Linked DNA regions of Mus musculus: region 1 is linked to region 2. Evidence: chromatin contacts called from public HiChIP or PLAC-seq data. All regions are on one chromosome and are shown on one strand. Each heading gives the region's core, a stretch centred on a gene start, on an enhancer-like site or on the middle of the called end of the contact. The rest is flanking DNA. Distances are from core to core; before and after follow the strand shown.

Region 1 (6,165 bases), core at 691-3,190, 120 kb before region 2:
TTTAATCCCAGCACTTGGAAGGCAGAGGCAGGTGGATTTCTGAGTTCGAGGCCAGCCTGGTCTACAAAGTGAGTTCCAGGACAGCCAGGGCTACAGAGAAACCCTATCTTGAAAAAAAAAAAACCCAATAAATAAATAAATAAATAAATAAATAAGTAAATAAATAAATAAATAAAAACTACTTTCAACTTATTTCAATTCTTTTTAATATAAGATAGACCACAGTAGAAACCTCGTTAATGGTTTAAGAATAATACTTTAAGTAGATCTAAGAGTACCAAAAATCATTATTTTTTTAAGTGTAAAAATGTGTCCAAATTTCTGTGGCACTTTGATTATAGCTTATTAATTGAGTTGTTATGTTAACTGTTATTACTATATTGGTTAAACACTGAGTTAAGTCTTTCCAATTATCCTTGACTCCTTGTTCTTCTTCTCTGAATTTCTTCTCCTGTTTGTTTTTGCACATTAGGGCATGGAAATAAAGAGTCAACATCAAGGTCACACAGAGATATAGAGAAGGGATCAGAGCCAGTTGGGACCAGGCCACCCTTCACGTCCAGGCCACACTGTCCTTTGAGTCCATGTGAGGAACAAAGATCATTCATGGTACATAGAGGAGTTTACAGTGGATTAATGTGTGCATGAAACTTTTCAGAAGTTTAAAACTGCAAAATGTTTTAAAAGTTTGACAGAGAGAAGTTTCATGAAGCCCAAAGGGCATAATGCCCTTTGGGATCATCCTAAAAGGAAGAATGCAAATTTCAGTTTAAAACTGAGCACAGAAAGAAACATTTATCTTAAACAACAAAATAACACATTACAAATTTAGAAAGTTGAGAAAATAGCAGGAATATAAACTGCATTGAAAATAGTGTCTCTTTATTATTTAGCCATTGTTTTGTTGTTGCTATTGTTGCTTTGTTTTGTTTCCATCCTGTCTAGAGGTGAAAGATGTTTGAGTTCCTGCTTAAATTTTCTGCTTAAGTCTGTACCCTCACTCCTCTCAGTGATGAACCCTATCACCTTTAAGCTGAAATAATGCCTTTTCTACCCTACATTGCTATTGGTCAGTGTTTTATCACAGTAACAGAGATGACACTAGAACACAACTTCATATACAGAGTTTTCTGTCTTACAGGTGCATGATCTACAAACAGTGAAGTCTTGGTAGATTCTATGTAACATGCTCCAATTCCAGTCAAGCATGATCATTCCAAACACATACCAAAAAATGCATGAAGATGAACAATTGAAGACATTGATTATATTGAACACATTTTGAGATGATTCCTTTAGTGTAGGACTGAAACAGGCTTACCTATCTGCATACAACTCTACACCCTACTAATAGGAAGACTATCTTCTAGCTATCTGCACTTTGACCTTATTTCTCCACAGCTGTGCCATGCTAGCCTGGATGATTCAGACACAGTCTGACTTCTGCATCAGGAAGCTGAAAATATATGTATAGTGAACAAAAAGGCATTTACAAAAGGTATTCTCACTAGGAAGGCTAATACACTAGAGACATCCAGAATGTGACCGTGAACCAATAAATATCACTAAACATATGCTAAATTTGACTCCTTAGCTGGAGTTCAAAAGTGCTTACAGCTGTACCAGCGTCACACAACACCAGAAGAGCCAAGAGAGGAAGTGGCGGTAAAAGGAAGAGAACACAGTTCTAATCAGCTTCATTGAAACATAGGACGTCAGCATATTTTTTAAAACTAAATGACATACATTCCTGGGACCCTTTCCATAGCTTTGGCAAAAGCTTGCCCTGCCAAGGGGTTGAGCTTCTTTGTGGTCATGCACCTATTACTGTCTTGAAGTTCTGATCTGCTTGATTGAACGTGGTTGCTTAAATTCTGTAAAACTGTTCACCCTCATGTTTAGATTAGGAACCGACCCTAGTAACTAGTAACTGCGATGAAGGTCAGAGTAGTGAATCAGAACTATGTCACCACAGTGCGCTTAACTAATGCTTTCCAATAGCTTATGCTAAAAGAGGTAGTTTTTTTTTTCTTGGCACTAATCTGGAATCTTGATCCAGTCATAGAAATTTCCATCTGTCTTTTTAATCCTTGCCCAAACCAGTCAGCTCTACAAAAACTTTTGTATGTTCAGTATGGATCTGGCATGTTTAGGAGCTAAATATCTTTTATGCCTTTGCCTGAAACAGCCTAAAGTCTGCTCTATTAAAATGTGCAGGTTGAGTTTGAGTTTATTAAGTTTGTGGGCTGAATATCTTAAATATCCCCCGTGCCTTCTTTTGTAGCTCCTTGAGGCAGCTTCTCCTGGGAATTATCCTGGTTTATCTGCAGAGTAGCAGTGCCCTGTTTCACAGATAGAGGCATCTGTGATGGAAATGCTTGGGAAAGGGTATTTTAAAGGGAGATTTTTAAATCCTTGGGAAATCCCATGTGTGGACAGAGCTTCCTCGCTGTGTCCATTAAGTATGCCTTCAGGAATCTGTGACTCACGGGCTAGGCATGTTGAGGTTAGAGCTGAACCAAGAGAAGGAACTCTTGGCTGCTGAGCCAGAGTGACAATGAAAGACTGTTCAGCGTAGTTTTCTCAGATCTTCTTTATAATTCTAGAGGAATGGGATTCACTTTCAGCTCTTGTTGTTAAAGAGAGAAACTCCAAGTAGTCTTATAAGAGTAGAATAGTAGTCTGAGCAGGGCCTCGTAGGCTGGGAAGAATGGAACTTGCTCTTTACCCGTATGAGGGAACACAGGGGGAATGAGAAAAGGGATTCTCAGAAAGTAGGCAGTTTCTCTTTCAGGATACTAGTAGATGTATGGGTTCTATCACACCCAGAAGTGAAAGGTCCACCTCAGGGGTTCTCAACTTGTGAGTTATGACCCTTTCGGGGGACCAAACAACCCTTTCACAGTAATCGCCTACAACCATTAGAAAACACATACTTATATCACTATTCATAGCAGTAGCAAAATTACAGTTATGAAGTAGCAATGTAAATAATTTTATGGTTGGTGTCACTACAACACGGGGAACTGTATTTAGAGTCATAGCATTAAGACTGAGAACCACTGGTCTATACCATATAGAGGGAGCAGTATGAACAAAGATTCATAAGCAACAAAGTGCAAGGCTAAAGTTGAAGGAGGAGGATGAGAGAAGAGTTCCATAGAAGATTCTGGAAAAGGTAGACGTGAAAAGGTAGGGAAAATGAAATGTTATGAGGTTCAGGAGCATCAGCTGGATCCTGAGGTTCTGGCACGCGAGCATGTCCTCAAGGTTAAAGTCAGGGGAAGGCACGGTGAGGTTTACATTCACCAGTTTCACTTGACAGGAAAGGATAGATAATGGAGAAACCGGGGGAGGTTAGATTCATTACAGGATTTCTAACTGATAGGACCAATGGTGAGGTGGGGGCTTGGCTTAGCACAATGGGGCAAGAAGGAGAAATGTTTCACTTAAACACAGAAACATAAAGCAGCTAAGCCAAAGGCTAATCAGAATAAGGCAACTACTTATCCATATCTCAGGCCATATGTCATGTCTCCTTACCATACCATACCATACCATACCATACCATACCATACCATACCAGGCAATGTATGTTAGAATACTTATCAGATTCAAGCACAGCTAGAATTAATGATGTGACACTCATGGAGTAGAACTACCAACTGATGTTAAGAAGTTGAGATGAGCAGGGTATAAAATTATACCTACAGTGGAATCCAAATTGTACAGCATACACACAGCATAAGAAATGAAAAGATGATACCCACACCTGGTTTCTGGGTATCAAGATGATAAGCAGTTACTGTTTTGTTTTGTTTTTCCCTATTAATGGATCATGCCTACAGTGAAAAGCTACAGAAATAGGGGTTAAGAAGAAAAGATAGATGGGAGCAAGGGAAAAAGGAAAGGTTGTATAAGGGAAGGATAGAAAGGACAAAAGGGAGAGATGTTCAGAACTTGCACTGGATGGTGTACAGGAGACAGAGACAATATTCTTATAGGGCCCCTCCTGGAGACCATGGCACTAGGCTTGCCATCATAGTAGTGTAGGGAAAGGCTCCATGACACACGGGCTGAGGGATGAGTAAGTCGTCACCTTCTTCTGACTATCCTTTGGCTTAGCTGCTGATGTGACCAGAGGGAGGATGTGATTGTTAGAGAAGCAACAGGATTCAAGTCAGTTTTCTTGGTCAGAGGTTATCAGGCTTAAAGTCAAGCCTGTGACTAACAGGCTCTACCCAGCTCATCTCTTGTTTCTGATTTCCTAATTAAGCATTTGCATACATACATACATGTGTGTTTGTCTGTCTGTCTGTGTGTGTGTGTGTGTGTGTGTGTGTGTGTGTGTGTGTGTGTGTAGATATATTTGATGGATGGGACAAAAGCCCCATGAACAGGTTTTATTGAGCACATAAAGAACTCTATTAATTCTGGTTGAAAAATAAGCTCCAATCTTTAATGCTCAGAGAAAGAAAAAGCTTTCCTCCTATTTTGCTGAAAGTAAGACATGAAGGTTTACAGACCTCTAGTTGCAGCTTTTATACTATAGAGGGTCAAAATTACTTGCCTAAGTCCAGGAATTCTATAGAATCATTATTAGGAATTACTAAATTACCAATTCGTCTACATAGCATTACTACAAGAGAGTACATCTTCATTGATCTGCAGAAAATCTGCCAAATAGGGTGGGCTAATTCCCAGGAATTGTGATACTATTTAATAATGACATACAACAGGGTAAACTATCTCCAGAAAGTTACTTGTTTTCCTTAGGATGGATGGATAGATAGATAGATAGATAGATAGATAGATAGATAGATAGATAGATAGATGATAGACAGACAGACACATAGATGCTGAGATTGATGTAGACTTTCTCAACCTCAAAGCTCTCCCCTAGTGACACATCTCCAATAAGGCCGTACCTCCTAATCCTTCCAAAATATCCTTCTACCAACTGGAAACCAAACAGTCCAATATATGAGTTGTGGGGATGAGAGCATTCTTATTCAGATCACCACAGAATATCACCATAAGCCAAATGTTGATTTGGTTAATGTTCTAAACCACAGAAGCCAAGAGCAAATTAGAACACTGACTATTAGCCAAAGGAATTAGATATTACCTGGGCAGCTCAAATGACTTTCCAAGTCAAATATTTAGGGCCATCTTTTAACCAAAATTTGGATTAATCAAAAAGAAACAGTGCCCATATAAGAGGTAGAGACTTGAGAGATTGATGTCCAGAAAAAAAGGGCCCCTGAGAACACAGGCAGAACACAGCTGGCTCCCAGTAAATCAAGAAGAGAGCTTTTGGAGAGAACTAATATCTGTCCCCCCACCCTGCCTGGCTCCCCATCTAATTCATGGTCTCCAGAACTGTGAGAAATAAGTTCTGATGGTTAAGCTGACAAGCCTATGTTATTTATATGGCATGCCCAACAAACTAACAGATCCACCAATTCTTTTTTACATGACATAAAGTTACTTCTATATTCTATTTGTTGAGAGGAAATCACTGTGACTCTTCACAGCTAAAACAATGTGCAATCACGGAGAAACACCAGACAATTCAGATTAAGGAACTTTTTGAGAATAATGAAAACTAACCAGGCACATCAGTTAAATCTAATATGCAATGCTGTAAACTGGATCCTGAGACAGTCCTGTCTGTCTGTCTGTCTGTTGGTCAGTCTATCCATCAATTCCTGTACATAAATTATAGTTTAGGGATACTTATCATGGTTTTAATAAATTATGTGGTCCAGTAATGCTTTTATGTAACCATTATTTTTTCTAGTTTTAATAGTAGAACTTCCTTGTTCCTAGGAAGCATTGGAATGCACAGATAGGATGTAATTTGTAATTCCTGATACCACTTTTAAACATTTTCTATGCATTTAGAATATTTTCAAAATATAAGTATCATTAAAATTAGGAACACGAATAAAATCAATCAAATTGAGGGGTGTGTGTCTTGCAAAATATCAAGTTAAACTTTAAACCCAGTGAAGACTGGTTAGGAGACAGAGAGTTTTCTCTGTCTGGGACGACTCGGGTGCAGGTACAAGGTGCAAGGTGCATTGGATTCTGTATCATTTCCAGTAACTCCATGCAAGGATGAAGGCACACCCGGAGCTGTGTGGCAATAGTATGAAAGGC
Region 2 (6,609 bases), core at 1,217-3,716:
TTGAAATGGTGCAAGGAATTAGGGGAAGAAACCTTTCTGCAAACCAAGGAAGGAACCATAGAGCTAACTTTGTACATAATGTAGAATGCATGCGGGGTAATGAGAGTCACCATCACAGGAAATCAGAGACAACATGAATGGAATCTAGAGCTACTTTATTTTCCTCAAAAGAGTAATATAAAGAAGTGAGACACTATAAGATGTACAGGCTTAAAATAATGGATGTGATGAATTCATTAATCTCCTTATAACAAAGCACACTCTTTAAAAGACACACTACAGACATCTAAATATCTCAGCAATCCATATTCAAACATGTTAAGTATGTTTTCAAAACTCTAAGAGTATAGATATTTGCTAAAGTTTCTCTCCCTAGAAATAACTTTTAAATGTTTTTTATGAAAACTAGGTAAGGAATTTCCTTGCTTCTTACCTTCTTCACCTATCTAAAATATATACTATCTAAAATATATAGTTAGTGGCCCAAATAGTAATACTAATAAACTAGTTAATAATTAATAAATAGTATACAGTTTGTTGAGTAAGTCATGACATTATGCCATACTACGAAGACATCAAATGTCTAAAATTATAAGATGAGAACACATTGATCCTTCTAGAACTTACACATTTAGAAATTCTAAATAAGGAACTGTGTTCTACATAGGTTTCTGCATGACACAGCAGCTTTCTAAAACCATAAAAGTTATATGCCAGCCCAGGCTCAGACGTAAGAACACTCTTAACACACCCAAGAAACAACAGTAAAAGAGGTCCCCATTTTATGAGAGAGAGTATGACAGCATTGCCTTCTCATGAACATTACAAAGGATATATATATATATATACACACACATATACATATACATATACATCATATACATATACATATACATATACATATACATATACATATACATATACATATACATATACATATACATATACATATACATATACATATTCCGGAGACAATGCAATAGTCACCTTCAGTTCAAGACATTTTGAAAGGTTAACAACCAATGATTCTTGACTTACACACTAAAGTATCACAATTTCCGATAGTGTGACAGATAGGAAAGAATAGGAAATATTTTTGCTAAATACACTTGTGAGATGAGCAGGAAGCTTCAGGGACAATGGTTTCCCTTTTCTCATCAAAGCAGGGAGTTCATAAAGAAAATCCGTGGGTGGAGAGAATCAGCCCTTTCTTCTTATCTTCACTGGGGTCAGAGTCCTCAGAAATCTTTCTATTGAACACTGGCCGTTCTTTCCACTGCGAGTGCATTCCGCTTAGCTTTCTTTTTGTCACTGTTGAGAAAAGACTTATATCAGTAACTAAAATTCTTCAGTTTATCCTAACACACACACACACACACACACACACAGAGAGAGAGAGAGAGAGAGAGAGAGAGAGAGAGAGAGAGAGAGAGAGAGAGAGAGACAGAGAGACAGAGAGAGAGAGAGACAGAGAGAGACAGAGAGAGAGAGAGAGACAGAGAGAGAGACAGAGAGAGAGACAGAGAGAGAGAGAGAGAGACAGAGAGAGAGAGAGAGAGAGATGAGTTTTGGGTTATTGCAACATCCCAGAATAACAACTTTCCCTTCTGAATCCTTTTATTCTAAGCTCAGTTTCGAATGTGGGATGGGAGCCTCAACTCATACAGGGAGAATAAGGACCTTGCCCGCTGCAGAGACTAAGATAGCAAGTACCTGCCCAATATTTTCTGAATGATTTTCTTTATCACAGGAGCTTCTGGATCCAGACAGACCTCCTTCTGGTTTTTCAGTTTAGCTCTGCGGAGGAGGAAAAAAAGAGGATGCACAGGTGAGCCCGGGTGACTGAAGAATCCGGGATAAGGGATGTGGGTAGGGCAGGGGGTGTCCTGGACTTCCATCTCCCAAGATCACCTGCACCCAGAACACAGTCAGAACTCACATGACTTCCACCGTAGGGCACTGTGGACCTGCAGGGATCACCTCCAAATTAGCGATCAATTTGGGATTAATTTTTGGAGTTACGGTTAAGCAAACACAACGCAGCTCCGTTGCGGCTATGACTGAGGAAGGGGCAGCTGTGGAAGAGACAAGATTATAGGAGGATGCTGGAAGAGCCCCTTTCCCCGCTCCTGGGACCCGCTGACTGCGATGGCCCGCCCGGATGGGTCAGGCACCCTGCGCCACGCAGGTGCTGCGCCCTCACCTTCAGCTAGATGCTGCGGCAGCGTGAACAGCAACAGAAATGCCAGCGGCGCCATCCGCATGAATGGCGAGATGGAACCGCTGGGGATGCGGGCGGAGCTGCGGAGCTGGAGGCTCATTGTGGACAAGATCCCGGACCAGGGAGCACCAGCTCGGGATATGCTGGAGGAGGTGTGGAGATTGGGGCTCTACAGAGCACTATGGTGTTCTCAAACCCACTGCACCCCTTTTATCTGTTCTCTCTCTTCCTTCAGGCAGGAAACTGGAGCTTGAAGATGCTGGGGAAATTCCCTGGACTTGGAGTTAGGAGGTGGGGGGCTCAGAGGGGCTGGGCAATGGGATTGGGGCGGGAGGATGGCTAGGAGGAGTGGCTCTTTGCCAAATCGGAGGAGAATGCTTGTAGTCCTGCCCCGGGAACAGAAGGCTGCTGCTCTGGGTCAGACTCCTTTAGAGGACCTTTCCCTCTCCTAGGTCAGGGCTAGTTAAGGCAGGACAGAGCTCTGAGGATGCCCTTCTTTTCCTTGTAGGAAGACTGGAGCCAAAGGAAGGAGTTTTGACTTTAGAAAACCTTCCACAGGTCTTTAACTGTTATTACTACAAACACTATTGCTGACACCTGGGAGATGGCTCAACCTTTAAGAGAACTGGTTGCTGTGGCAGAGGTCCAGGGTTTGGCTCCCCACCCACCCACCCATGCAGGACCACATTGCCACATTGCTGCTCACAAGCTTCTCTAGCCCCAGGTCTAGGGAACCCCACGTCCGTCGTCTTTTGGCTTCCTTGGGGCAGATGCATCTACTTGGTACACAGACAGATAAGCAGACATACACATGCTCATAAACAAAAATACATTTGAAATGTGTGTTTTTAAAACGAAGACTGTTTTTATTCAGGAAATGTAATCCCGGACTTGAAAAGATAAATAAATAGAAAGAAAGAAAGAAAGAAAGAAAGAAAGAAAGAAAGAAAGAAAGAAAGAAAGAAAGAAAGAAACCTTGCCCTCTCCTTGTGTGTGGATTACTTATTGATTCTTTGGGATTCTGCCAGCTTTGAAAGCCAAGAAACTATGAAAGTGTTTTGACTTCCACTTAAACCAGCTGCATGAATGGCCTTCAAAATAAAAGCTGCTTACTGGAAGCCCTGCTATTGTAATTGTTTGGCTTAATGAACAACTTCACAGATGACTCAGCAAATTGCTTTGGGAGGAAGATAAAATCTTTGCACCCTTTGCCATTCAGTTAGGAGCAGTCTGTCCTGTGCTTGGAGCCGGAGGCAACACCAGGGGCTTCTTGCTGTGCTTTCTAATGTGGCTCCCCTGCCAGATAGGGATTTGACAGTGGGTAGAAGCTAAAGGAGGTTGGTGCAGCTGAGGGACTCATCCGTGGGACTTATCTGCGAGTTTGGTGCAAGGGTTTGATTCAGTTTGCCAGCAAGATAGCATCCGTTCTGACTCCCTCCAAGCAACTTCTTGGAGTTCAGAGGAGGGATGCTTTCCCCAGGGGCTTGGCGGGGGTTGGGGGTGGGGACCCTGGAGGGGCCACCTGGTGATGAAAGATGAGATGACTTCCTGTAACTAAAGGCCTTCATACCAAGGCAGTCGGTTATAACATTAAGTGGTGCCCTGGCTTTCTTTATAGAGATTTAACAGATCTCCTCTCTGGATGGTTCTCAAAACCTCTGGCCATGTAGTAGGCCGGCAGAGGAAGTCTGTAAACATGACAGCCTTACACATATAGTCCTGGAAAGAAACTGTTTTTTCTTGTCCCCTGTAACCATGGGAACCGCCATCCACCCCACTCGTCTGTTTTCGGAATAAGAACACCTCCATTGCTGAGCAGGAAATGGTGGTAGACTTTCGAACTTACATTCTGGAAGGAAACTTAGTCTAGTTGAAGGAAGTTGGGAGGTTTGGTGATCGCATTGTGAGAAGCTAATGGGAAGTTGTGAGTCCACCATCAGCATCACACTTGACTCAACAAATGCAATCCTTCATCCTTCTGGGGAGTGGTAATCTGTAACAAGCAGCAGGTAGAACACACACACACACGCACGCACGCACGCACGCACGCACGCACGCACGCATGCATGCACGCATCCCAGGTTAGTTCCAAATGGGGTATTTTAAATATAACAGCATACAAATTAGTTTTGGCAAGAAGCAACAAGACTGGGTAGAGGCTACCAAATGAGAGCATCAGCTCCCCCTAACACTATTTCAGGTATGCATCTCTCATGGGGGTTGTTCCCTGTATCCATTTGTCATGCATTACGTACAGAACAGAGAAAGCGAAAGAAAAGGCGTCTGCGGCTGGCACTCTGGTAATAGAAAGCCCACTCTATAAGTAAACTGTTGTGTTGCCACACCTAATCAGGAAGCAGTATGCAACCTAAGCTGGCCTTGCATTGAAATTGTTCTGGTCCACTGGAATGCCTGGCTCCTATGTTGGCATCTTTGACATTGACTTATGTAAGGACCGGTAAGGATGCAGGTGGTAAAAGAATTTTTGAGTTTGAGAATGATGGTATTAACACTCAGTGGGTACAAAGTATTTAAAATAATTACTTTTATGTTGCCAGTTTAAAGTGAAGTCAGTTGTCTTAACCCCACTGCATCCAAGTAGTAGAAGAAAGTTTTTTTTGACTATTCCCAACAATAATAAAGCAATTAATAAACCTACTGTCAGCCTTATAGCCCTAAATGTTTTCTATTATAATATTTTAATTTAATGCCACAGTTATTTAATATGAATGAAAACACTTGAAATGGATTGCAGCATCAAACCACATTCATTCCTCACGCTGATTCTTTGAAACAAATGAGAGAAACTTTCTTCACTCTTAATTAGTTACAGAAATCAAGGCCAGTAAAAAAAAAATCAAATGCAGAATTGGGAGTTGAGCGGCTTAGCCAATCTGTTACCAGAATGCTTTAATAGTTTCCAGGTTCCAAACTACATTTTTTAAAAATAGTTGTTGGCACTCATTCCCCAGGGCTCTCCATAGTCTGGCTAACCACTGCCTTGCACTGCCGAATGGCACATTTCAAACCGTTGGATTCCTCAGTCTGTCTATTGTGTGTTGTTGAAGGGCTCAATAATATCAAGGTCCTGAAGACTTCAGAGTAACCTCAAACATTCCCCCCTTTAAAGTCAACCAAAAACACTTTGTTGACAAAGCCATCTGAACATCTATCTCCCTTTCATCTGTGGTCTTTGAGCATCTGCTATTCTGACTACAACTGCTTTGTGAAACAGTTTATAAGGCCCCATTAACGCAGCCTCTGCCTTCCCGGAGTCCGCTGTGTATTCTACAATCGAGATTAAGGCTTTGCATTCCTCTAATAACCTGTTGTGTTTCAAGTTCATTACTGACTGGTCTTTGAGGATCTGATGTGGAACGAGGGTCGAGTTTTCCTTTATAGTGTTCTGAACTCTCACAGTAGACCTAAAAATTAGAGAGAAAAGGACAGGTCAGCCGTGTGTCCTTAATCCGTCCCTCTACTTTTAGAACTCTGCTACTTTTGTTTGGCTTACTGTCGTGTTGGCAATTATTTATTTCTTATTCTCAAAGGAAATTCAAATGATAATTTTCACTCTTTATATTCTGCACTATTCAGCCCTGACTGCTGAGAAGCCAGGAAAAAAAAAACAAACTTGATATTAAAGAAACAAAAGTTATATTGACCATGTTACCTATTTTCTGTGACCTTAAAGTTGCTGGAGAAAAACAGTGTGATGAAAATTGGATTAAGTTATCCTGCGCTGATTGTCAGCAGTGTGACAGAGCTACTCTAAAAGGCGCCCACTCTCCCAGCAATCAGTGTGACCTTGAAGCTTGTGACTGAAGATATGGTATGGGCCCCTTTAAAGGATTTTGCTAAATTTCCATTTTCCCTTCTATTCACTAATCTTTATGTGGTGTTTAAGAAATACTATACTGGTGCAGTAACTAAGGATGCTGATATATCAGTATGAGGAAGAAAGTAAGCAGCTGTGGAGAGGTCTCTTCCTCGTATGCAGAGTGAAAAAAGCCAGTGACTCTTGAGTTAGCTTTGCAATGACAATAAACCTGTGTCCTCCTCCCTCTATACTGGGTTTGACCACCCAGTGAAGAAGCAGTCACTTTGGGGAAATAGGTTTGCTTCATATTATCTTCACCATTAGGTTACATGTCAAAAATATTTTCCTCCTCCCCCTCCCCTTGACCTCCTGCTCCTCCCCCTCCTGCTCCTCCTGCTTCTTTTGTCCATTATCCATTATTTCCTTACCATCCATTTCTGATTAATTCAACTTAAGAAAGAAGTAAATCAATGAACCTCGACTGAGCCCACACAGATTGAAGTTTGCAGTCACCATAGTTGATCAGAGCCTTGCCAGTTTCTGGGTGGATGGGCTCACAAGCACACTG

Evidence for each region. HiChIP or PLAC-seq counts read pairs in DNA pulled down with a chosen protein or histone mark.
Region 1: an HNF4G HiChIP or PLAC-seq map of pancreatic cancer cells shows a contact between it and region 2. The contact joins the enhancer-like site here to the promoter of Cxcl5 in region 2. A contact is called at or near these places in 8 of 39 promoter capture datasets (the 3T3-L1 cell line, 3T3-L1-derived adipocytes, hematopoietic stem and progenitor cells and 3 more), 1 of 15 datasets of contacts at CTCF or cohesin (the NIH/3T3 cell line), 2 of 484 Hi-C or Micro-C datasets (the 3T3-L1 cell line and the C2C12 cell line), 3 of 115 datasets of contacts at active chromatin or transcription factors (embryonic fibroblasts, fibro-adipogenic progenitors and pancreatic cancer cells) and 3 of 9 other capture datasets (adipose tissue, liver and pancreatic islet).

Annotation. Positions count from the first base shown.
Region 1 is chr5:90,872,531-90,878,695 of GRCm38.p6, reverse strand. No RefSeq gene overlaps it. Among named protein-coding and RNA genes, the nearest start is that of Cxcl1, 16 kb to the left of the region's middle. Within about 2 kb of position 1,940, at least 126 of the 459 cell types and tissues checked have an H3K27ac peak or open chromatin away from gene starts, as enhancers often do. A contact at or near this core is called in the C2C12 cell line, the NIH/3T3 cell line, adipose tissue and 6 more, where this site is marked.
Region 2 is chr5:90,755,155-90,761,763 of GRCm38.p6, reverse strand. Cxcl5 (chemokine (C-X-C motif) ligand 5) reads right to left here and starts at 2,466. Exons shown (of 4, transcript NM_009141.3): 1 at 2,204-2,466; 2 at 1,940-2,075; 3 at 1,714-1,797; 4 at 139-1,311. The coding sequence starts at 2,321. The coding sequence ends at 1,251.